2 separate regions of the Zea mays genome follow, and region 2 is linked to region 1. The links are chromatin contacts, called in public Hi-C maps. All regions are on one chromosome and are shown on one strand. Each heading gives the region's core, a stretch centred on a gene start, on an enhancer-like site or on the middle of the called end of the contact. The rest is flanking DNA. Distances are from core to core; before and after follow the strand shown. Region 1 holds the start of LOC100191604. Region 2 holds the start of LOC103627501 (ethylene-responsive transcription factor ERF038).

The links. Hi-C and Micro-C count contacts between places; a contact is called where the count stands out from the background.
Region 2: a Hi-C map of tassel shows a contact between it and region 1, with 2.8 times the contacts expected there. The contact joins the promoter of LOC103627501 here to the promoter of LOC100191604 in region 1. A contact is called at or near these places in 3 of 25 Hi-C or Micro-C datasets (ear, leaf and tassel).

Annotation. Positions count from the first base shown.
Region 1 is chr5:195,817,752-195,820,710 of Zm-B73-REFERENCE-NAM-5.0, reverse strand. LOC100191604 reads left to right here and starts at 1,418. Exons shown (of 10, transcript NM_001367112.1): 1 at 1,418-1,703; 2 at 2,325-2,392. The coding sequence starts at 1,591.
Region 2 is chr5:196,107,320-196,110,278 of Zm-B73-REFERENCE-NAM-5.0, reverse strand. It overlaps LOC103627501 (ethylene-responsive transcription factor ERF038), which reads right to left and starts at 1,507. Exons shown (of 1, transcript XM_008647788.4): 1 at 135-1,507. The coding sequence starts at 1,324. The coding sequence ends at 491. LOC100216704 (putative dnaJ chaperone family protein) reads right to left here. Exons shown (of 8, transcript NM_001143109.1): 8 at 2,520-2,959. The coding sequence ends at 2,853.

The DNA.
Region 1 (2,959 bases), core at 169-2,668:
TATGCTCAAAATACTCATCATATATCTTAATCTTCTCGAGAATGTGAAGAAATAGCCGTTTTGTCATTCGGAAACTGTAATTAATTAGATCATCATTTCAAAAGATGGAACACCAAAATAACTAAATATTAGCAATCTAGTTTTTACCAACACGTACCGTCTGCGAAAAAGCTCATCGGGGTACACAGACTGATCAACAAAGTAGTCATTGTATAATCTAATGTGACCCATTTGTCGATCACGATAGACCACGTGGTGCCCGAACACAGAACCTACTCTTCTTTTCTTCGTGCCCAATCTTCTACTCACTATGGCAGCAACTTCTTCTTCCTCGCTAGAACTTCCATGATCAGAGAGTCTAAGGAAATCGTGCACCATATAATTTGCCATAGTCTCAATGGATGAAAACTGAACTTGGCGCTTCAAACAATCGTCACGCACCGCCCATCCATTCAGCTTTGCAACTTCTTAAACAGAGAGACCAGATCAGTTCACCAGCTCATCATCTTCAACCTATTCTCGACCAACCTAAATCAATCATTCAATTCCAAATCCATTGACGACACACTAGGGAGTCAAAGCATCAAAATAGAATAGATCGAAGAAAGACCCATGTGAAAGAGATGATGATACCCATCAAATTGAAGATCACATTAGGTTGATTAGGAATGTGACACATGGATTATTACCTCTGCTGAACTGCTTTTGGAAGCAACTGTCGGCAACACAAAGGCTTGGTGGCGCAGTGACGCACGGCACGGCGGTGTAGGGTGCTGGGACTCGGTGGTGCAGCGGGTATGTTGCGACTGCAGGTGCCAGCGCAGGGTGGCGGCGACAACCGCCCTCCCTACAAACGCGCGAAGCAAACTATCCTCGGCGGATTGGTTTTACAGTTGGAGGCATCGTATATGGATTTTTGGGCTTTAGACTCAAACGACTGTTTGCATCTTCTAATTTGGGTCCTGCACTTGGAGATGGTCTAAAGACTAGTACCTAAGAGACCCACATTAAATTGAGTTGTAAATGTTCTAGGTGTTTGTCAGTTTGTTGTTGGTGTATTGTTGTAGATTGTTTTTATTTACCAGTTTAACATGTCGGTTTTTCTCTTAAAAACATTTCTTTTCACTTTTTCAGTAACCCCTTTGCGTGACCAGTCATGTAATGCCACGGTCATCTCATCAAACCTCCAGCGGGTCGGTGGTTGGCCGGGTCGGTGGTTGGACGCACAGGCCTTCCCTTCCTAGAGACCAGACCAAACGAGCTGACAGATGGCCTCCCCTTGGACCTTGGCCTGCCGCGAGCCCCACCTGTCAGCTGTCAACCTCCAACCAGAGCCCACAGCCCCACACCACAGCAATCCCAATCCGCTCTCCCCAAACGGCCGTTTCCTCCTCCCGTTGTCAGCTTCGTTTCGCCTCCGGAGTCTGGCATCCGCGTCGCGAGTCGCCAAACCAAACCCACCGCCCTTATAAAGACACCTTCCCCTTTCCCGTCGCCCTCCTCTGCCCTGCTCGAGCTCCCCTTCCGCGCTCCCTACCCACAAGCCTTTCCGCAGGTGCGCCGCCTCTGCGAGGTGGGGTGACTCCGTGAATGGGTGACCTGGGAGGAGGAGACTGGCGGGAGGCGGTGGCCGAGAAGGGGTTGGCGGAAGCCGACGGCGGGCCCGACCATCTGGTGATCATGGTCCACGGGATCGTCGGGAGGTTCGGCCGCTTCCTTTGTTTAGCTGATTTTCCTTCCATTTAGCGGCGTAATTGATCGAGTTCAGTTCTTAATTGCTCCGAGAAAACTTATTGCCGTACGCTTTTTTCACGCGGGGAAAATATTTTGGTTGTTTCGAGAACGTTGAGTTTTTTTTTCTGGTTAGTTCTCTGATTGCTCTGACCATCATCTGGATTAATTCCTCGCTGCGGCGCGGGGTTGCAAAAGTAGTTTCCGCCTTTCCGGGATGATCGTTGCTTCAAGTTTCCTATGTTTTTCTGAATGAATAAGGTAAACTAGTGGTTTGAAGACGCAAAATGTGCTCTTAACGAATCGGGGTGTCTCGTGCGGTGACGCCATGAGATCTGCAATGGGCAGGTTGGCAGTTCCAACTAGCCACGCTAAAGTATGCCCATTCCCATGCTGATGGATTCAGAATAACTAAATAGAGTAGTACCAAAATGAAACACGGTTTGGTAAAATTTCGGTGCATTCACATCATGTATATGCATTTGGGCTATATATTAGTGATCTTTTTATGCCTTGTTTGGTACAGGTAGCACCGTAGCAGTTTAGTTGTTTCGGCCAATGTATTGATCCTTACTCATTATTTTGTTGTACAGCACAGCAGATTGGAAGTTTGGAGCTGAGCAGTTTGGTAAACTGCTCTCAGACAAAGTTATAGTTCATTGTAAGCTCTCTCATTGTGTTCTCCAATTTTTATTGACAGTATCTCATGAGCTGTGAATTTTATATCTACCAGCGTCCATTGTATTGTACTTTTTCAAATGCCAATTGGACAACTTAGCATATCACAATTACCAATCCGTTTACTCATGCATTTGATTTCAAGTGGCGTCTGGCCTTTACACCTGAGGTGCTTGGTTGATGGCTTGATGCATTGATTTTTTTTCTCAAACATGCAGGAGAGTTGTGTCTCATTACATTAAGAGAGAGAGAGAGGGAGGGAGGGAGGCTAAAACCTTGTGGTGTCCTGTGGTGGATGGGGTATGCCTCAATGCCTAGGCGATGCCCCCAAAACCATATTGGCTAGGTGCAATTCATACAAACACCAACACTTTTAGATGAAAGTTACGATCACACCAGGGATCAAAATAAGGGAGCAACCAGAAAAGAAAAGAAAGTTTCTTTCAAGCTGTTCCTGTTGGCAGATTATGTGTGCTTGATACAAATGATTGGTTTGTTGTTACATGGCACTCAACTTACAAAGAAATAAGATAGGAGCATTATCTTATAT
Region 2 (2,959 bases), core at 258-2,757, 290 kb before region 1:
GACTTACTAACCGGTGATTAAAAACACTAGGTTAGAAAGAGAGAAATTTTCTCAACAATATCATTGCATGAAACGCTGAAGATGTTGTTAAAAACACTAGGTATTAGACTTAACATGAAACGCTGAAGATGTAGTTAATTAACTCAACAAGATCAATGCATATAATTCATTTTCCGCATTACAATATACATACATTCAGTACGTACTGACAATAGAAGCCAAGTACTCAACCATATACAACTGTAATTTGGCCAAAGTCATTAGAAACCAATATATATAAGTGTGTGTTCATACAGGCAAGTAGGCAAGCCACTGTTTCACCGCATCCTACAACGACTTGCCATCCGGAGACCACACAGGGCACAGGAAACCATGCGTTTCTATCTCTCTAGCCTGCACAACGCACACACGAAGCAAAAAGCACGTGGCATCGGTCGTCCGTTTCAGGCAACCACCGGCAGTTGACGGCCGGTGCGTCCGAACGGAACGGCTAGTCCGGCTGCACCGGCGCGGCGGCGTCCAGCCAGCAGTGTTCGTGGGCCCACAGAAGCGGCTCGCTCAGGCTGTCGCCGCCGTCGTATTCTTCGACCGCCGCCGGAGCTGCCGCCCAGATGGGTGACCAGAGGCCGTCGCTCAGGTCCATCAGAAGGTCGGGCAAGTCGAACAGCACGCTCATCTCCTCCGCGTTGCTGGCCGCGGCGACCTCCTCCGAACTGGCGGCTGACGACGATGGCGTCTCGACCGCATGGGAGGACTCGCATTGCTCTACCTCTACGTCGGCATCGGCGGCGGCGGCAGCAGCCTTGGCTGCCGCGGCCTGGATGTCGGCGGGCGAGGTGGACGCCGGGCGAGGGAGGTCGTGCGCGAGGTGCGGGAAGTTGAGGTGCGCGCCGCGGCCCTTGATGGCAAGCGCCGCCACGTCGTGGGCGCGCGCGGCCATCTCGGCGGTCGGGAACGTGCCGAGCCAGATGCGCGACTTCTTGCGCGGCTCCCTGATCTCGGACACCCACTTGCCCCAGACGCGCATGCGCACGCCGCGGAACGTCGGGTGCCTGGTGCCGGCGCTCCCCCTCTTGCGCCGCCGGCCGCCGCAGTCGTCGTCCGCTATGGCGGCCTCGGGCGGCGCCGGCGCCACGCCGCCACCTGGAGCAGCGGACGGGGACGCGGTTCTCTTCCGTTTCACGTTCTTGTGCGGCTTGCCGGTATTGGACGGTAGCTCCTGCGCGCCATTGACGACGCACGAGCCGCCGACGGAGTCGGAGGAGGAGGAAGAAGAGGAGGAAGAGGAAGTCATGGGCGCATGGAGTAGTGCGTCAGCTTCCATGGCTCTTTCTTAGAGAGCTACGAGACAAGGCAGGGGGGCACACTGCACCCGGGGGCCGTGGAAGCGGTGCTGTGCGGAGGAGAGCGCTTCCGGTTACCGGGCATAAATAGCTCGAGCGCTCAACTCAAGCTTGTGTGCTGCTAAACGCCACCTCCACCACTACAGTAATACAGCTACGGTGTACACCCACCAGGCACCACACCAGCACCGGGTAGCGACAAAGTTGGTGAGTCTGTCATCGTATAGGCTGCAGGGTTAGTTAGCAGGTCCTTAACTGAATAGAAAAAAAAAACTGACAAATTCCATTTCTGAAGCTCTGTGTTACATTACTTGCAAGTGGTATGCAACCGTCAGGACCGTCAGTGTATAATGAAATGCGCTATGGGCCACTGGGCAGACGATTTGTGGCAGTGTGATGCTGCTGAAATTGACCAATTGTATAAACATCTGTCCAGACGATTTTATTCTGTTTGTTTAGTGCGGCACGAAGGGGTTTTAGACAGGCGATCGCACATAGAAAAGTCGCGTCTCAACCACTAGACGTTACGTGCGTGCGTGCGTGCAAGCTAGGCCGAGACTCGTATCGACTGGAGTCTGGAGAGGTGGCGGTGCAGCTGCGGCTAAAAAAGGGACACGCAAACGGCAAGGGGGAACAGCGTGCACGTGCTGCCCGAGAAAATTCACAAAGTGAAACGCGTAGCAATAGAAAAACTATCGCGTAAGGTCAGGTCAGTCCCACGTGAGGAACCCGCCTGGATTGCGTTTTTCGAGCAAGCTGCATCAAGTCTTGCACCAATCGTCGAGACGAATCAACAGTCCACCACCGCCCCGTCGTGATCCGCAAACGTCACATCTCGAGCAGCAAGATTCCCCCTTTCCACCACCCGAAAAAAAAGCAGCCGAAAAAGAACGCAGCTGTTCTAGCAGCCACCTGGCAGATCAGGCGGGGTCGATAACAGTAGCACGATATGACGATAGGGCAACCAAAATGGCGGGGGGCACATGTCAAAATAGCCAAACTATCATCAAACAGAAGAACACGGACTCCAAAACAGCCAAACCATCATCATCATCATCAAACGAAGTGCACACAGACGCCCCGTCCGGTTCCAGACGATTCCCAGATTAATAAAACACCTCCCCCCTCCCCTGCGGTTCTCTTCCAAAAGACAGCGGCAGGCAGAAACGACCTTTTGAGCCAGCACCCCAGGGTGCATCACAAATCATCACTACCAGCAAGCTCAATGTTTCTTACACATCAAAAATAGTAGCACACCATGAACATGATACCTTTTTCACGGGTACAACAAAATAACATGGAGCAGAGCTTAACTAACACCAATCACGCATTGCAGTTCAAACAAGGAACATGCCATTCCGGGCTCTCATTTTTTCCCTGACACTAGGATGGAACTAACAGTTTAAAGTTTATAAAACGATTATATTTTTGCCAAAAAGAATCGAGATGATCAGATGGATAAAAAATCCTGCTGAAACTTTTGGAGAACAGTTCCAACGAACACGGATTTTACTGCTGGGCACATTGCACCCTTGGTTGAGCATCCTCCTCCTCGTCTTCATCGTAGGCTTCCTGCTTCTTCTGCTGCTGCCTGCGCCTCATCTCCTCTTCAATGT